Linked DNA regions of Sus scrofa: region 1 is linked to region 2. Evidence: chromatin contacts called from public targeted proximity ligation data. All regions are on one chromosome and are shown on one strand. The core of a region is the stretch at or near the end of the contact, and the rest is flanking DNA. Distances in the headings are between cores, read along the strand shown. Region 1 overlaps SPIDR (DNA repair-scaffolding protein). Region 2 overlaps SPIDR (DNA repair-scaffolding protein).

Evidence for each region.
Region 1: a contact with region 2 is called in a targeted proximity ligation map of skeletal muscle. A contact is called at or near these places in 2 of 2 datasets of targeted methods (alveolar macrophages and skeletal muscle).

Annotation. Positions count from the first base shown.
Region 1 is chr4:80,142,136-80,144,835 of Sscrofa11.1, forward strand. The region is part of intron 5 of SPIDR (DNA repair-scaffolding protein); the gene reads right to left. Among named protein-coding and RNA genes, the nearest start is that of SPIDR, 47 kb to the right of the region's middle.
Region 2 is chr4:79,907,118-79,909,817 of Sscrofa11.1, forward strand. All of the region lies in intron 11 of SPIDR (DNA repair-scaffolding protein), which reads right to left. Among named protein-coding and RNA genes, the nearest start is that of CEBPD, 36 kb to the left of the region's middle.

The sequences.
Region 1 (2,700 bases), core at 61-2,560, 240 kb after region 2:
TGAGAAATTTACATATATCCAATCTACTTTAAAAATACTTAATATTGGAGTTCCCATCCAGGCACAGCAGAAATGAATCCGACTAGAAACCATGAGGTTGCGGGTTCCATCCCTGGCCTTGCTCAGTGGGTTAAGGATCTGGCATTGCCGTGAGCTGTGGTATAGGTCACAGATGTGGCTTGGATCCAGCGTTGCTGTGGCGTAGGCCGGCAGCTGTAGCTCCGATGAGAATCCTAGCCTGGGAACCTCAAAAAAAAAAAAAAAAAAAAAAACCTTAATATCATTCAAAGGTCCTTGGTAAAGTGATAAATTAGTATTTTTGCCAAGATTTGATGGGAAAAAAATTTCTTCTGTTCAAGCTTTATTGAAAGCCCAGCCAAAATAACCCATGCAGAAAAATACCCCAAAGAAATGTTTATATTATAGCTTTTGATAACATGTTTGGTTTTAAATCCTTAATATTAAGTCTATAAAAGCACTTTTGTGACTTATTTGCTTCATTTGATTATTTTTTATGATATGAAATAGATTCCCAGACCTAAATACCCATCATCACAAGTCTGACCTGTAACATGACCGTTACCCATTAACTGACCAGGCTGTTAGTACTTGGTGAGCAGCTGAGGACAAGGCATCAAATTCCAGAAAGGCATTAATGAATAAGACAGTGATTGATCACAAAAAAAGAAATATTACTGGACTTTAGCCAAAAAAAATCACATATTAATACAGACACCAATACAAGCCTTCTTTAAAACTTTTATCAGTATCAACACAAACTTAATCAGCTTAAACACTGCAATGAATAGGGAAAAATGTTATCTTCTGCAATGAATAGGGAAAAACATATCTTACCTTATAACTAGTGAGCTATAAGATATGGTTGCTCATTTACATATATGCAAATTTAGTATTTTTAGAAAAATTTATTTACACATGTATAATTTTCAGGCAAAACTGATCCAACCTTTAGCTTTATGCATACTTACTGCATTTTTTTTTTTTTTTTACTTACTGCATTTTTAATACAACAGAGGCAATACATTTCTGTAACTGGAAAACAAAGATGGTAAGTGAGGAAAAAACCAAGACCCTAAGAAAGAACCATTCATTCCAACGCATGAAAGGATGAATAAAAGCCTTAAAGATGGATATATCTTGACAGTCTTTTTCTTACTTCTAATTGATCTTTTCTAGCTTTAATTTGCATATGTGACTGAGAGAAGCACTTTCTGACTACTGTGTGTTTTCTTCAGTGGTATAAAGCAATACAGCACATAACACCAGAGTGCATGTAGTGCCTACTAGATTCTCCTCTGGCATGGTTCAGAGAGCAGTGAAATTTTACCAATTCAGGCGTGGAGAGTCAACAAGCAGGCAAGGTGACATCAAAAGCAATGTTTGTATATGAAGCCATAAAAACTATATTCTTGAAAGACAAAAGTATTAATAATCTTATTTAAAACAATTAATTCTCCAGACCCACCTAACATGACAAGACAAGAGGAGTGTTTCTCACTCAGTTCAGAACCTACACTGAAACTCATCTGAATGAACTTGACCCTGGGTGGCAGCAAGCCAGAAATCTTCGTCACTGAATGACTTAACAGAACACTGTGTTCTTGGCACAAGCACAAGAAAAGGTGTTGAAATTCATGCTAAAAAGAATCTCAGCTTTCATTTTAAATAAGTTTTTTAAATATGATGATAAAAGATACTTTATATAAGGACTTTTCACTGTTTGGTATATTTTTAAATCAGGTAATTTTTTTACTCCTACTCCATCTGGTTCACTTTCAATACTTCCTGGAACAATCAAGAAAATCCCCCTTCCCCGGTCCCCAGCACTGTGATTCCCTGCTCTGGCCCTCCCCTGTACCTCCTCCTCTAAGGATATACCTGGAAAATTCCAATGTGCCCTGCACTGGCATGGTAGGGAGGGACAGCAAGTAAAGCCAGAAACAATGTATTGACTCACTTCCGCAGAGAGCCCTGGAGAAAAATGTGGGCCATAGATTAGTCCTCTCACGCAATGCAGTTAGAACAGGCAAGAGGTAGTAAAGTTATGTCATTCTCATACAGGTTACGTTAACTTATCCACAAAGCTAAGATGCAAATGAGAAGGCAAGGAAAACACAATTTAGCAGAGTCTATTTACTTTCTTCGAGAAAAAAAAGACACTAGTCTTTTCTCTTAGTTTTTGCCATCCTCTTCTCCCACTCCAGAAATGCCATCCTTGGTATAACACTAGGGTAGCTCATCCTCATGAACTACTGCATTTACAATCCTTCCTACTCTGGGGGAAACCCACACAAGTCCTAGAGTGCTCAGAGTGAACAAGATTCAAACAACAAATATTCTGCAGTCTACACCGGCAGAAATTGACAACGAAACGACAGATGTTTGTTTACTCACCCTTAAACCCTTTAAGTTTTAGTCTTAATTCTTTACTTAGCCTTAATTCTTTTTCAGATTTCTCATATCAGCACATATTCAATGTCTAGGTCAAAGCAAACAGGCATATAAAGCCTCTAACTCTGATACTGACACTGTTGTGCCTAGACTCCAGAAAAAGACCGAACCACATAGTCAAAGGATTGTTCTCAACACAGTAAAATGTTAAGGATTCTTTTAAAATTATACTTTAAAACTTACCCCTTCAAAAGTATAGTCATCTGTTCATAATTATTTCAAGTTATG
Region 2 (2,700 bases), core at 19-2,518:
GACTCTCTATATTTAAGAAGGCACTTAACGAAAGCATATTTTAAAAATCCGTATTTCATATTTGAGGTTAACAAGGAACACTCCACTTAGTTTCTGAATCACATGTCCCCATAATAATAGCCACTGCCACAGGCTATTATCTTGAGAGAGGGAGAAAAAGAACATATTGATAATGTGACATGTTTATAACAGCAATTAATCCTCAATAATTGCAAACCACGAAGCCCTGGGAGCTGAGTGGGAAGTTACAGTGGCTCCGACCCACCCAGCTCCCAGTTTTGAACAGAACAGTCCCACCACATGGATTTGTTATTAAAATGGAACTTTCTTTTTGGATTTCTATTTTTTAAAAGCTCAAAAGTTTTAAAACTACCGGTCCCCTGCTGGTAGATAATTATGATTTTTGTGAGAATGGTGGGGGGATGGGGGGAGTGTTGAGATTTCTAAGAGAAGGAAAGAATGAAAAAAAAAAAAATCCTGTTCACTTACTGAATTCTAGACTTACTATTGTGTGCAGGTAAATTCACCAGATAAATTCCTAACCTGGAGGGGTAGGGAGCAGTTGTTTTTAATGTTCTTGCATCAGTTGATATTTCTTCTGGTGTCTCCAATCCCTGTTTTAACTACAATCTCTGTATTTTCAACTCCACTGGCTTCATTAACCATTCTCTATCATTATTATCATATAACTGACAAGGCTAGCAATTTCCAAGTGGGTTTAATTCCTTTCCTGGAAAGAAATAGAACACTTCCAACTCTAGTTATCATCCTTCTGGATTACTCATCTTTCTCTTCCCATTTTGTTTGTAAAAATAAGACAATAAAGACATAGATCAATGCTGGCCAGAGTTCTACTTCTGAAGTTTTGGTGTTGTCTTTTAACAGCAAGTCCCCTGGCACAAGCTGGGCTGACACAGCTAAATCCCCCCGATGTAACTGGTGCTATTCTGTCTCTCGATCATGGCAGGGAAGGTGGTGGAGCAAGGGGAATGATCAGAGCCGCTTCTGAGACTGCTACTAAAAGTTCTGTTATGTTTTTATATGACCAAGAACTACTGTGACAGTTTTGGTTCAGACGTCATCATTTTTCGTCAGGTTTTTACTGAACACTCTGTTAACTGCTACAGAGGACATGACAATAAATAACACTTGGCCTCAGCACGGCAGGCTATTTTTTGTCAAAAGATAACAGGAATGAATTTACGGTGTCTGCCTGGAAACTGGATGAACCTACAAGCCCCACCCACCCAGCAAAAATCTTAGTAGACTCTCAGGGCTTCCCTGCTGGAAGCTCAGCAGTCTGAAAACTCGACTGTGACTCCAGCTCTGAGGCTACACTCGGGTGCTGTGTTAACGGACAAGTGGAGAGAGACATGCAAAGGCCAGCGAGAGCAAAGCCTCTTTACCTAACTGATGACGCGGTAAGTGCATCTTTATTAAAGAGTTTTTCGAAACACTACTAGGGCAGTAAACTTGACAATGGTTAATGCTTGGCTTACACAGTTCAAACGACTCTTTCAGGTGGTTTGTGGTTCTTGCTCCTCCTCTTCCTGTGATCAACCTGATGGGTGCGTGGAGCCTTTTTTCTAATCTGCTGTTTTTCCCCTTCAGATGCTTTACTCAGTGTCTCTATCACTGATTATACAGATAGATATGTAATATTTTCCTCTTAAGGAGTGTTCATTGAAAAGATAAAGGTAATGACTGATTTAGAGGGGTAGCCATTTTACTAAACAAATCTGTCCTAAATGGTTAAGGTTAAATAATTGTCATGTCCTTTCTGAGCCTCTATTTCCCAGTTGGTCTTTTTGAGCTATGTGAAATTATGCCCAGAAGTTTCATTTAGAAACTGTTCTTCTCCAACTGGACTTATGAAACACTATAGCTGTTTTCATAACTCAGTGTAAACACTTTTTAGGCAATCAGTTCATTTCCCCCCCAACTTGTAAAAACCCACAAAATTAATGTAAATCAATAATTAGCCACATTAAAGTGCATAGTTCTGTGATACTTTGCACATTCACAATGTCATCTGGCCCCTGTACCCGTCAGTAGTCACTTCTGCTCCCTCCTCCCAGAACCAGCAAACTGCATTCTGTCTGTTTGTTTCATATAAATAGGTTCCTACAACCTGTGATCCTATGTGGGACTATTTCGCTCAGCATCATGTTTTACATGGATCTGTGCTTCATTTCATTCAGTCAGTTCTTTGAGCATCCTTGGTTTTAGGAGTTGGCACCTTCTCTTTCAGTGACATTTTATTCTCCTTCCAGAAACTTGGGTGGTTTTCATTTTTCAAAATGATGAAAGAATTCTTAGGCATGTCCCTTAAAAGAGGGTTTCCAACCACAGCAAGGAGCAAAGAGATTCTGGACATCAAACCCCAAGGGAACTTGGGGTAATCTTTTTGAAGAGGGTAGTCTTTTTGAAGAGGGGAAATCAAAGGAAGGAAATTGCCACTGAAGTTTCTTCCCCCAGGAGAGCTCTCGCCACTGCTTATTTCCTGTTAAGGGAGCATCTGAGATGATTCCTTAATAACGACCCTACCCCCAGCCCCATCGACGCAGACTGTACAACTCCTAAACATTCCCTCTGCTGTACCTCTGTGCACGTGGGCCACACAAGGGTCTCCCAGGAGATCAATGCCCTGGTGCCCCAGAGTCACAGCGGGGCCTGGCCTCTGGCCAGTCACCCTCACCT